Linked DNA regions of Triticum aestivum: region 1 is linked to region 2. A link is a contact called in public Hi-C data. All regions are on one chromosome and are shown on one strand. The core of a region is the stretch at or near the end of the contact, and the rest is flanking DNA. Distances in the headings are between cores, read along the strand shown. Region 1 holds the start of LOC123046967. Region 2 holds the start of LOC123046965 (protein RCC2).

Region 1 (6,925 bases), core at 2,059-4,558, 280 kb before region 2:
ATGGCCAACTTATTTATAGAGCAAACTTGGATGTGGATATATGCAAGGAGGTAGTGATTTACCCTTTTACAGTATGTCAGCTGATTACTTTCTGCCGTACTTCTGTCAGAAATTTAGTGCTGCGCCTGCTCATCTTCCATCAAACTTTTAATATTACCTACTGTTCTTTTTATTAGGAGGATTTGCGGGGCATTTCGTGTCTTGTCAGTTCTTTATCGTGAATGTGGATGTTAGGCATGAAATGTGCTATCATTGAGCTTGAATCATTTTCATATCAGTTTTGACTTGTTAAGGTTGTGTGCCCCTTTTAGCGATGTATAAGATCGTCAGGTATTATATTTAAATTTCTTTTGTTCCATTTGCAGGCATGTTTGTACTCCTTGAAGCATAAAATTCCTCTTGTTGCATACTGTGAGGAACAATGTTTGACCTTGTTTGAACATCCTTCTGTCGACTTGTTGCACACTGTGCACCATGAGACCAAGGTACAATATTTAGGTTTTTGCTAGATAAACTTCTCTTTTCTTCCTTTCCAACTATATTAAGCAGTTGAGCCAACATTGAGGTTTTGTCATAGGTAAAAGTGATGCCTTCAGTTGAGGACCTCTTGGAATATTCATCGATTCAGGTTTGTTATTGTAACTATGGCAAATGCAAAGTGGATGTGCCATTTATAAGGATGATGAGTTTTCCTATCTTTGGATCAGTTTTGTTTAGAGTGAACTTACATGGTTTACTTGCATTTGCAGAAGTTGCTTTTCCTTGGCAACACGGATGAAGATTTTTCTGTCCTCACACGGCATTGGTCGGGACTAACAGAAGGGAAAGCATGTGTTATCAAATAGCAGCCAAATGCAATTGAGATTGTTCCCCTTGATGCTTCAAAAGGTGGTGGTATAAGGGCTCTACTTGATCATCTCGGATTAACTGAAGATGTATGAATTTGTTCCCGTCAATGCACTGCATTTTTACTGTTCCTTTTGTACCTTATTTCATCTTCTTTATTTTTAAAGGAATGTAGTAGGGGAATCCCCTGCTGCGATTTTGTACCTTATTTCATCTTTCTATTGTGCTCGCTTAGAAAGCATCACCACCACTAGAATGTATTTACAAGCATTATATGTCTGCTTATGCAGTCTGATCTTGAGGCGGTCGGAGACTATACCAGATGGCTAAGCAACAAGTGATCCAACTGACATGACGAAGCATTCTTTAGCAAGAGAGTGCTGATTGAGAGCTTCAGATATTCTAGGAAATGTCATATATGGAATTTACAAAAGACAAGGTATTGTGGTCTGGGAACTATGGAGAGTCGCAAGTTTGTGATACTATCCTTTAGGGCTGGCTACCAAAAGGGTTTGTGCATTGTGCATGTTGGAAAAGGGATGTGGGTGTTGGAGTGGCAAATTTGATCTCCTTCAGGTGATTTGGTTTTGAAGTTTAAAACCATGCTCTTGTAGTAGTAGTTTCATTGGTTTTTATGAGAGCCTTTCTCTTGTTGTTAACAGATGTCCTTCATGGAGGTGAGGAGAAAAGAAAACCAGACGAGCTTGTTTAGACAAACACCAAGTGAAATCACATGTTTCGACTTGTGATAACCTAATAGAAATATTCTTGTGGCCCTTGACTCCCTCTTTTTGCGAATGTTGTGGCCCTTGACTCTGATGAACATGTCATCGTAATCATTCATGGCAATACTGATTTTCCACAGAATACCTGTACAGTTGCTTTCAGGAACATCTCTTATCGTTCCTTAATAAATGGTTCCCCTAACTTGTGGCATCGTGTGTATAAGAGAATAGATGGTGTACCACCTACCATCATGGGCAAGTTTAACACAAGGAGCTGTGTCTATTGAGTTTTTCCGATTATGACTAGACCAAGTGTCACTTTATTCATTTTTACAGTTAACTTTCATATAGGCTAAAATAAAATCAGACATAAGAGAAATCAGGCTGATCTCAGAATGAGAAATTAGTTTGAATTTCCATGTGAAAGTGTACAGTAAGTACTGTATGTTCATGGGAAGTGGAGTCCTGGCATTCTAGTTGTAGCTAGTTAAGAGTTCATATGCATTTGTACATCTTCCTTGTTCTGGTGTGCAGGTAAATTGGCACTCCTGAACAAGAGGTTGGTGCTGCTTGCTCTGGACATTTGACAAGCAAATGAACTTTTTGAGGGCCTCTTGGCTATCATCTTGTTGCATGTCCTCGGTGAGTGATTTGACCGCTGGTTCATGCCTGATCCCGCTGTATAGCTCTTGCATGTCTTCATCCTCTTGCTGTAGGTAACTTCCTTTCCAAGGTCTTGAAGACATGTAGCATAAGATATCGATGTGAATGATTGGGACTTCCCTTGGTAGTACTTGGACAACCCTCTCCTGTGGAAATTAAATTATTTGTCAGAGATGGTAGTCTGAATAATTTGCAATATGAAGTGGATTCTATAGAAGTTATATGGAAAGAAGCGTGACATTGTGTTCTCTAGTTATTCAGTATGTATTTTAGGAAAATATTCATAACCAATGAATTAAATACTTGTCCTGTGCAAAGTGGGACCTCACAAGCTAATCACTTAGGAGCATGTCATTTTAAATTCGGCCATCCGATTTGAAGACCTGTTAGCGTAGCATGCATGTTCTTGGAAAGGGTGACAAAGTTTTGGTGTTTTCATACAGGTAGGGAAACGCAAACGGGCAAATTCCATGTTATCAAGGTGCAAAGCATGTACTCTACCTGGCAGGAAGCTGGGCTAGCAGCGAAGACAGCTCGTAGAGAGGTCCCTCGGCCTCAGAGTCCAGCTGCAAGGTGCTCGATGACGCTGAAGACGACCCCGAGGAATGATCATCGGGCGGGGAGTAACTCGACCCATCACCCAGATCCGACGCCAATGAGCACGACGACGACCCGCTGGACGCCCCTGAGGGCGAGGTGCAAGAAGCAGCGTCGGGGTGATCATCTTCTCCTTGGCAGACGCAGGCGGCGGCCTCACGGCGCAGAGCCTTGTTGCAAGGTCCATCCATTTCAGGGCCTGAACAGGAGGCACGGGCAATGGTTATCTCTTGGCTTGGGATGTTGGGAGCTTGGACGGCAAAGGAGAGGACCCCATATATATGCAGACTTTACTACGCGAGGGGTGGGGAAAAAGAAGAACCGTTGCCGTGGGCAGGCGGGCGTCTTGCTCGTTCAGATAGGCCTCCGTCGACTGGCGCCGAAAGTAAAACCAAGCCTATCCTTGCGACCTTGCCGTGCAGAGCGTCGGTCTTATCACCTACGTTACTGTCTGGAGTGTTTGCGCATGTGGAAACACTCGTTTCCGGGGGCGCAAGAGACGGAAACATGTGTTGCTTGCTGGGAGCAATCAATTATGTATAATCGGGGCATGTGAACTACACTGGCTCACGAGGATAAGCATCTTATCTTAGGGGACTCTGTCGACCGATCGGCGGGGGTGAGGAAGAAAATGGGGGCTTATCTCCGCGGATTAGCCGGGATAAGATAGATTACGGTGGCGACATGGTGCTTTCAGTTAGGAGTTTGATTTATGCCAAGGGCTGGTAACTGCTGCCGCGAGATTAGCTTTGTTTATTCGGGTCTCTAGAGCTGCTTGCTACAGAAAGAATCACGCAAATATATACTCCCAACATCTCAAAATAAGTGTCTCAATTTTTGTACAAGACGGATGATGCGATTGCTGTCTCAAACAAAGTTTTTTTTAACTGGTCTCAGACTCGATTTGGATAGGGTGGAAACGGGGTGCATGGTTTAAAGCCTGTTTGTTTGTTTGGGAGATACCAACTTTGTCGACGTGAGTTGTTAGCAAAATTGCCAGAAAGGTTTACTTGGTGTGGCTTGAAGCAAAAGATAAACCTAGCAGAGTCAAACTTGCCTTTTCTAGGTGGCATCACCATGACTAGTTTTATTCCAACTCAAACAGAGATACATCATCCACAGTCTATTCGAATGATCGATTAAGACCCTAGCCATGATTGCTAGCTCGTGCGGGTCACTATTTGTCTCACGCATACAATGCTTAATAAAAAGATTCCCCAAACCTAAATATCGCCAATGATCGGAGCAACCATGGTAGAGAAAGTAGTCCCCCCCCCCTCCCCCCCTATTGAAAGATGCACATGCTTTGTGCAATCCAACCGCACCATGAGGTACCGAACTCCGATGCTTGAAGCCAGCTCGGTCCTCGCTTGAGGGCCATGGCCTGTGGTTTGAGCATCGATGATTGGTCCTTAGTGACGATTCTGTGTTGCAATGAAGTCCCCTTTATAGTTCCAAGTAATGGTGCCACAAGTTGCAGAGTTGTTTTCATACGGAAATGTTGCATCAGCATTGAACATAAGTTGGGATGCACTATTTCTATTCTTTTTGATTTAAAAATCATGTAAACTTAGGCTCCGTTCGATCTGCAGGAATTATGCAGGAAACTTTGCAGGCTTGCTTTCCTTCGAAAAAATAAACTGTGATGCGTTCGGTTCAAAGGATCATTTGTCCCTTGCTCCATAGGAAAGCGTACTTGCCCTGTACTTTTCACGGGAAACAGAAAATCCACTGGAACCCAATGTTTGGGCGAAAGGCCGATGCAAGTTGTCAGCTAGTCGAATAAAAAAAATCCTTACATGCATGGGAATCAAGCCAGCCGCCGTGTAGGTCGCATGTCCGGCTGAATAAAAAGTATTTTTTTCTCGAATACGCACGAGAGTGCGTATTATGCATTAAAGAGGGAGTAGGGTAAAGAACCCCTCCATGTTGGTGTTACATGATCAAATTACATGAACCCAACTCCACGCAAGTAACATCTAAACCTATCCTCTCCATGCAGCCCACGTTGTCAACTCCCCTAGGAAAGATGCTATGTCTCCTTTCAGTAGCCCCGCTTGCTTCCACGCCCGTCCCTCGTCATCTATTCTACCAATTACATGGCTTATCAAGGGTGTTGCTCCATCAAAGACAATTGCGTTGCGGTGTTTCCATATCTCCCACATTACGAGAGTGAGGATAGCCCGGATGTCCTTCCCGCTGCGCCCGGGTCCGGTCTTGCTCTCACACCATGTGAAGCGCGTCGGTCGGTGATGGAATCCAGTCCTACTTGCCCATGCCTTGGCATATGATCGTCCAAATCTGTCGGGTGAATACACAAGTAAGAAGCAGATGGTTGATTGTTTCCTCTCCTTGGTCGCATAGTGGGCATGCCTCCTGTTGATCCAATCCTCTGTGAGCTAGTCGATCGGACATCCATCATCGGTTGCATAGGGCGAGCCAAAGGAAGAAAAAACATTGCATGGGCGCCTTGGATTTCCATGTAAATTCCGAAGTTGGTGCAACTTCCCGACTCCAGAACTTAGCCGCGTAGGCAGACTTGGTCGAGAAGCAGCCGTTCGCCTCCCAAGCCTAGGAAATCGAGTCTTGTGCTCCCTCTTGAAGGGGCTCTTCATGGACTGCAGCCCAGAGGCCCAGGTATTCTTAGAGTAGGGTCGGTGTGAGCTCAGGCCCAATATCACGTGCCCAACTTCCCTCTGAGAGAGCCTGATGTACCATTCACGCTGCTCTGGTCTTGCTACGTACTTTCTTGTAGACGTTTGGAGCAATTTCATGTACTCTACGCCCGTGCAGCCACCTATCCTCCCAGAAGAATGTATTCTTTCCATCTCCCACCGTAGCTACCGTCGTGGCCTGGAAGAGTTGATTCGATTCCTTCGGGACATTGATGTTAAATTCAACCCAGGGTCTAGTGTGGTCAAAGCGCTGCAACCACGGTCATCTTGCTTGCATTGCTGTGTTCAGCCAGGCCAAGTTGGGGATGCCGAGACCACTTGCCCACACGGGTGCACAGACCAAATCCCAAGCTACCTTGCATTGGCCTCCATTTGCTCTATCCTTGGTGCACCAGAGGAAGCCACAACAGATTTTGTTCATTGCGGAGATTGTCTTTTGCGGGATGTCAAGTGCCAGCATTGCGTTAAGCGGGATGGCGCAGAGAACTGACTTGATGAGGAGGATGCGTCCGCTCTTGGGCATGGCAGCAGCTTTCCATCTTGGCAGGGCTGCAGCCATCTGATCCACCAAGCCCGAGAGTTGGGTGACCGATAACTTGCGGATGGTGAGAGGTAGCCCGAGGTATCTGCATGGGAAGACGCCACTTGAGCAGCCAATTGTCTCTAGAACCCTCTCCCAAGTGCCAGTAGGGCATCGAATGGGGTAGGTTGCGCTCTTCTGCATGTTTACCTGCAGTCCGGAAGCCTCGTCGAACAATCGCAGGAGAGAGGAGCAGGCTTGGATGTCCTGGATATTGTGTTTGACAAAGATCATGACGTCATCCGCAAACATTGAGAGACGGTGCTCCATTCCTCTTGGTGCTAAGGGGGACATGATTCCTCTCGAGGTAGCAAGCTCAAACATCCGCTGCAGTGGCTCCATAATCAGAATGAAGAGCATCGGCGAGAGCGGGGCGCCCTGCCTCAACCCTTTGCAGTTGTATATTTGCCTTCCCGGAGTGCCATTAACCATGATTCTAGTTGATGAGGTATACAAGAGCCCACAGATCCACGTTATCCACTTTGTCCCAAAGCCCATGGCATGCAAGACTTCGATGAGGAAAGGCCAGTGAACAGAATCAAAAGCTTTGGAGATATCGAGCTTGATCATTGCTGCTGGTTCTCTTAGAGCATGTAGGCGGCGCGCCGTGCATTGCACAAGCATGAAACTGTCATGTATGGACCTGCCTTTCACAAAAACACTTTGGTGTTTGACCATGAGGGATGGCAGGTCCGAAGTTAGCCTGGTGGCCAAAGCTTTGTCAAAGATCTTGATCGCACCGTGCACCAGGCTCACTGGTCGAAAATCTCGGATATCCACTGCTCTGTTCTTCTTCAGAAGGAGAGTGACAATTGCTTTATTGATTGAGGGCATTCCTC
Region 2 (7,087 bases), core at 3,033-5,532:
TGCGGTTCAAGACGAACAACTTCATTGATGTAGATGTGGGAATAAATACAAGAAGTGTATGGACACTAACAAGAATGTATGGGGAACCAAAGTGGGAGGATAAATACAAAACTTGGCAAAGAATGAGAGATCTTCACGCACAAAGTGATCGGGCTTGGTTGATCATTGGGGACCTGAATGAGATAATGTACACTTTTGAAAAATAAGGGGGGAACACGAGGCATGTAAATTACATGCAAGCGTTTCGGGATGTTGTAGATGATTGTAACCTAACGGACCTTGGGTTCGTGGGAGATAATTTTACATGGAAAAGAGGGAAAATATGAGCAAGGCTTGATAGGGCTCTAGCGAACGATGGGTGAAATGATAAGTTTGGTGCTGCAATGGTAGAACATATGTATTATTACCCTTCGGACCATAGACCGCTCCTGGTCAATCTTGACCCTATAGCGGACGTCCCTGCGGGTACAAGAGTGCTACGTTTTGAATCAAAATGGCTAAAGGAGGCAAGGTTCCAATAAACGGTCGTCGCAGCCTGGGCTGATGCAAACAGTTCAGCGACGGGGGATAGTTTGGCCTCAAGGCTAGCTTTCGTGCACGCTCAGCTTCATACTTGGGACAAAACATTACTAAAATGTACTAGGAGAAAATTAAGGGGGGTGCAGAAGGAGCTAGAAAAAGTAACAAGGGATGCTATGATGGAAGAGAATTTGGCCAAACAACGAAACTTGTTAATGGAAGTGGAGAAATTGCTAGAGCAGGAGATGTATTGGGCGCTGAGGAGCCGTGTTGGCTGGCTGAGAGCTGGGGATAGGAATACCGACTTCTTTCATAGCTATGCTTCGTCTAGGCGGTCCAAGAACAGAATAAAAAAACTACGCAATGAGTCTGTTGTTTGGAGGGAGGACATCACGAAGCTTAATCCTTTTATTTCAAATTATTTTGCGGGATTGTTCTCCACATAAATAGATGAGCCGGATCCAGAAATGTTGAACAAGGTTGCTCCTAGAGTAGCTGAGCATATGAATAATGCCCTGTTGCAGGAGTATACAATGGAGGAGGTTAAAAAATCCTTGTTCTCCATAGGGGATTTGAAGGCCCCGGGGCCCGACGGATTGCACGCAATCTTTTTTAGAAGGTGCTGGCATATATTGGGAGATAAATTGACGAAGGAGGTTCTAAATGCAATCAACCACAAGGTAATACCAGAGGGGTGGAATGACACTGTTATAGTTCTACTTCCTACGGTTGAAAGTCCTCAGCAAATTTCACAATTTAGGCCTATCAGTCTTTGTAACGTCCCGTACAAAATCATGTCGAAAATGACCGCATTCCGGTTGAAAAGAGTAGTGGATGAGATAATTTCCCCGGTACAAAGTGCGTTTGTACCAGGCAGGTTAATTATGGATAACATCTTGGTGGCATATGAATGTATACGTAAGATAAAATACTACAAAAAAGCAGAGATAAAAAACTACAAAAAAAGCAAAGACTAGCTACTGTGCTGTCAAGTTGGACATGCATAAGGCATATGATCGAGTCGACTGGAGATTTCTAGATAAGATGATGAGAAGGCTTGGTTTTCATGATAATTTTGTTGAGTTGATTATGTCATGTGTTAGATATGTGAAATATAGAGTAAGATATAATGACCAGGAGACAGAGGGATTTGTGCCATCTAGGGGTCCCCGTCAGGGGGATCCCTTGTCACCATATTTGTTCTTGATTTCTGCAGAGGGTTTGTCGAGTCTGTTGGCTCACCAAGAGGAGGTTCGTGGCATAGAAGGAGTAAAAGTGTGCAGGGGTGCACCATCAGTTTCACATTTACTACTTGCTGATGATTCCTTGATCCTTATGAAGGCGGATTTAAATAATGCAACCTCGGTGAGACAAGTGCTTGACCAATATTGCACGAGTTCTGGATAGTCGGTGAGTGAAGGGAAATGCATTTATTTTAGTCCATGTGTGGATGTGGAAACAAAAGCAAGTATGTGTGTAGAACTTAATATAATGACCGATGCTTTATCTGACAAGTATCTCGGTTTGCCTGCTATGGTTGGAGTGGACAGAAGTGATAGCTTTTCCTACTTGGTGGAGAGGGTGATTGCTCGGATAAAGGGCTGGAAGGAGAAATTTCTTTCTCTCAGAGGTAAAGAAATCCTACTTAAAGCAGTCATTCAGTCTCTGCCGGTTTTTGCAATGGGAGTGTTTAAGATCCCGAAGAAAATATGTTAGGAAACTACAGATGCCATGGCTAGTTTTTGGTGGGGTGACGAAGAGGATCAAAAAAGGATGCATTGGTGGGCATGGTGGCGAATGTGCATACCAAAAAATGAGGGTGGAATGGGCTTCCTTGACCTTCATGCTTTTAACCTCGCGATGGTAGCCAAACAATGTTGGAGATTGATCTCTAATCCAGATGCGTTATGGGCTCATATGCTTTGTGCGAAATACTATCCGGATGGTAATATTTTGAAGGCAGGGAACAAAAAAGGATCTTCCTTTACTTGGCAGTCTATTATTTCTGGAATCCAAACTTTCAAGAGAGGTCATATTTGGCGTGTTGGGACATGATCTGAAATCAATCTATGCAATGACTGCTGGGTGCCAAACAACCCAACTAGAAAGGTTTTGACACCTAAGGGGGCTTGTTTGCTGACCAGAGTGGAAGAATTGGTTGATCCGTACTCAGGAGAGTGGAATGAAGCACTCATCATAAACATCTTCTTCCCTATAGATGCTGAGAGGATTTTGAGAATTCCACTGAATGTTTAGGTGGTGGAGGGTTTTGTAGCATGTAACTTTACTAAATCATATGCCTTTGCAGTTTGCTCTGCGTACTATGTAGAGTGGCACCACCAGCATGATTCATAGGTAAGACGAAGTGATGGACAGGGGTCTTCGATGACTAATTCAGTGTGGGATATTCTTTGGAAGTTGAAAGTGCCAAGTAAGGTCAAGATATTTGCGTGGAAAGCTCTACATGGTGTAGTTGCCACTCGACCCATTTTAGCAAATAGACACATTAAGGTGTCTCCGCAATGTTCTTTATGCTCAGAGGAAGCAGAGGACATCAAGCACTTGATATTTTCTTGTCAGCGTGCCAAGGAAGTTTGGAATGCATTGGGTATTTAAGAAGTTGTAGATAATGCATTGAGGGTAGACCGATCTGGCAGCATAGTCATGGTGGAGATAATTCGAAACAAGACAAATATTAGACCGATTCTCCCAAACATTGGTGTTGCAGAATTGGTTGTCGTGGGCGCTTGGTATATATGGTGGCTGAGGAGAGAGTTTGTGAAAGGAAACCAAGTGACTTCGCCCAGCAGGACAACTTTCACTATCATCGCAATCACATCGAACTTTGCAGCGGCTCGGAGTGTGGTACAATCACAAAAAATACCATGGCAGAAACCTCCTGTTGGCAGCTACAAGATGAACGTGGACGCATCTTTTTTCCAAGATGGGTCAGGAGCAGCAGCGGCAGTGATTCAGAATTACAAGGGGGAGACAATAGCAGGTGGCTCATGGCTTTTGAATAACGTGTATGATGCTAGCACAACTGAAACTTTAGCTTTGCAAAAGGGCCTGATATTGCTTGAAAATACAGGCTGCAATGGGGTTATCATGAAGTCTGATTCGCTGGAATTAATCCAAGCTTGCACTGGCATGAATGAAGTTTTAAGCCCAGCCACGACGATATTTGCAGTTTGTTTCCAGTGAGCAACAAGATTAGGTACAATGAGCTTTCAACACTGTTCTAGGGACGCTAATAGGGCCGCACATAATTTAGCGAGGCACGTTTATTATTCTAAAGTTGTAGTTTTTCTTGGATGGTGATCCTCCTAGCTTTATTCTTTCAGATATAATCTTCGATGTAACTGTGATTTGAAAGTAATAAAGCTCGCCCTAGGGCATTTCCCCTTAATAATAATAATTTTTTTTTAGCAGTACTGTTCTACCATCGCGTTGCTCGTGGGCTTAACCCGACACGGGCACCCCACAACCCCCAACGGCCCACAAGTCAGCATCGCATGTCCCACCGAAAAGGAAACCCACAAAGTCGAGCCGCGCCCTCAACCAAAAACACAAATGCTCTCCCATAAACCACGACCAAACCCAATGACCGGTGGCCCCGACAACCGAACGGTCCCACAGGCCAGCCTCACACCACAAGCAAACGCGCACGAAAATCTCCACGATCTCTCTAACTGGCGCCGCACGCGGGAGCCCCACTGCACTGCGGCTGCGGCGGGATAAATATCCTGCCGCAGAAAAGTGTTTCAATCGAATCGGGAGGTTGGTGGTATCGTTTTTCGATTTCAAAAACCGCCCTCCTCCGCTTGCCTGCCCTTTTCCGCCTGCTCGCCGCATCTAGGGTTTCCGGCCCCCCGAAACCGCCCCGCCGCCCCGCCGCCGGCGAGAATGTCGGCCAGCGCCGCGCCCGAGAAGGCCGCCGCCCCCGCCGGGTCCGGCGGGGAGCTGCTCTACTGCGGCGCCACCAACTTCGACGCCATCAACCGCAAGCTGGCCAGCGGGATGCAGGGCAACCTCGTGTCCCCGACGCGGCTGCGCTCGCTCATGGGCGTCGACATCGTCTCCGTCGCCTCCGGCTGCAGTGAGGCCCCTTCGCCCCTTCCTCCCTCTCCTCCCTCCCCGCGTTCTGTGACGATTCCGTGGTTTGTTTCGGGGGGGATGGATGGGGACTGGCGCGCTTCGAAATGTTTCGAGTATGTGGGTTAGCAGCGCCGCACGGGTGCGAAACGAGGGAAGTAGTTACCACGAAAGGAAGATAAAAGAGATGAGGGAAGTAGAGTTTGTCTCTAGTTCTCTGCTAGTTTCACGTTCGTGGGTGCTCTGGAGGAGATTACCCTGGAATTCTGCCGTTATGTTAGTTGCTAGCAAGTCGATGCTGCAGGTTGTGCCGCAAGGCCTCCCTGTACCATGATGTGTGTATGTATTATATGACATTTTCAGCTAGGAGTCCGCTACAGCACGACCAACCGAGCACGCGGTACATGCGTGCTGACAGCAGGCTTTTCAGTGTCGGCTATTGCGTCATCAGCTAACGGCAGTGTGCGATCACATCACCCAAGATCAAACAGCGTGGAACTGCATCGTGCTGGAAGCTGTTTTTTTTCTGAAAGTCCGCTCCAGATATTTGTCGTTTCCGCAAACCTTAATGGCATTTGTGATCTTAGACATGCCTGAATTGTATGTTGCAGCGGAAATCACCGGCCTGAATTTGCTAGGTTGTCTCTGTCTGTATAACCTCCATATTTATTCCCATTCTCTTCTCTCAACCCTGCTATCTGCCACGCGTCGTTCCTCGTTCCCTGATTCCACAGCCTGCCAAGCTCTTCGTTGACAGCCGTGCAGACCTTGTAGTGCTTATTACATTCCTAATCCTGAGACCGTGACACCTCTGCCTTTTATTAACCTCACAATTCCATCCATAAGTGCCACAGGGAGGTGTGTAACCTAGGTAACTGCAGAAGGGTACAAAATGATTTCCCTCAACACTAACACTGCTTTCTATGCAAGCTTTTCTTGGTCGTCACTAGCAATCTTGTCAGGCAAAGCAATGCTTTTGTCGTGATATCAAACAGCCATTCTTGTCTAGCAAGGCCAGGACTAGGTGGATGCTAGCCTGAGAACCAAATGAACCCAGGAATGAGTAAGCGAGGGAGAGAGGCAGAGATTGTTCTCTTGAATCGTTACAGGGTTTCTTCTCTTACCATGACATGTTTGTCTTCTGTCATCCTTAGTTTCAACTGATATCTTATTGTTAGCTTTACATACTTGGGGACCCTACATACCTTGGCACTTTGTTGATGATTTCTTTTATTTTGCCAGCCGCTTGCCACTGTGTTGCTTTGGGTGCTGATGGGCGTTGCTATACATGGGGTCGCAATGAGGTATAAATATAGCTCCATAGTTGATTTTATTTGATGTGGTACTCAGCACTATTACTTTCTAGCAGAAGGGGCAGTTGGGACATGGGGATACTCTTCAACGTAGCCTACCGACTGTTGTTTCTGAACTATCAAAGTAAGATAACTGTCTGCAATACCTATTTCCTTACCTCCATATGAATTTTTTAATAGCTGTGTACTGCATATTTTATTGCTAAATTCACGAACTGAGCAGTTCTAGTCTAGTTGCAACGGTTATAGGTGGTAAAGGTTGCCTCAGTATGTGTTTAAATGCTAATGAGCAGTTTTTCGTTGTGCAGATATAAAATAATTAAAGCAAGTGTTGGAAAAAATCATACAGTGGTTGTAACTGATGACGGGAAGTCCTTCGCATTTGGCCACAACAAATCTGGACAGTTGGGGACAGGTTCCCTAAAGAATGGTTGGTACTTCTTTCATTTCTTTGTGGTTGATATGGCATCAGCATTATAAAATTGTTGTGTGAAGAAATAATCTTTACTTGGGCAATTAGGGTTGTGTCTGCTTGGAGAATGCTTGATATTTGTTTTCTTGAAATTTTTCAACATGCTATCTCTTGTCGAGCCATTAATGATCTAATTTAGTTGTCCCATGCAACCTATTACATCTTACAAATGTGCAAGACACTCCAGGTCTTTTAATTGTTTAGGATGACCGACTAAATTTTAGAATATTATGAGCAGTTTATTTTACCTTTTGGTTCTTACACTACTGTTTCTTGTCCCTGTTGTTCTAAAATTGCTGCAGAAATTGAGGCATCGCCAGTGCCCTGTCTTGTGACGGAAGTGACTGGTGTTGCTTGTGGTGGTGATTTTACTGTCTGGCTGTCGTCAGTCGAGGGCTCTACTATACTGTATGTCCTACTGAAATTTGTGAAACTTAAGCATCTTGATCTCCTTCCAATTGATATTTTTTTGTTGTTGTAGTTAGTGAGTGATGTTTGTCAGTTTTATAACCAGTGTTTCATTCTTCTGTGCTTTTTCAGTACAGCAGGCCTTCCTCAGTATGGCCAACTTGGTCATGGAACCGACAATGAGGTTTATTGCTACCCCGGAAAACAAACCTGTCAATTTTATTATTATCATCATCACCATCATCAAATAATTCTGTTTTGATTCATGCTATTGCAGTAC

The links. Hi-C and Micro-C count contacts between places; a contact is called where the count stands out from the background.
Region 1: a Hi-C map of leaf shows a contact between it and region 2, with 2.1 times the contacts expected there. The contact joins the promoter of LOC123046967 here to the promoter of LOC123046965 in region 2. A contact is called at or near these places in 2 of 5 Hi-C or Micro-C datasets (leaf and an unstated tissue).

Annotation. Positions count from the first base shown.
Region 1 is chr2B:724,037,010-724,043,934 of IWGSC CS RefSeq v2.1, reverse strand. LOC123046967 reads right to left here and starts at 3,308. Exons shown (of 2, transcript XM_044470427.1): 1 at 2,736-3,308; 2 at 1,957-2,380. The coding sequence starts at 3,022. The coding sequence ends at 2,059. LOC123046966 (endoribonuclease YBEY, chloroplastic) reads left to right here. Exons shown (of 13, transcript XM_044470425.1): 8 at 1-50; 9 at 366-485; 10 at 578-628; 11 at 750-935; 12 at 1,137-1,422; 13 at 1,509-1,713. The coding sequence ends at 845.
Region 2 is chr2B:723,760,635-723,767,721 of IWGSC CS RefSeq v2.1, reverse strand. LOC123046965 (protein RCC2) reads left to right here and starts at 4,282. Exons shown (of 16, transcript XM_044470424.1): 1 at 4,282-4,618; 2 at 5,857-5,918; 3 at 5,984-6,051; 4 at 6,236-6,357; 5 at 6,702-6,807; 6 at 6,940-6,991; 7 at 7,085-7,087. The coding sequence starts at 4,426.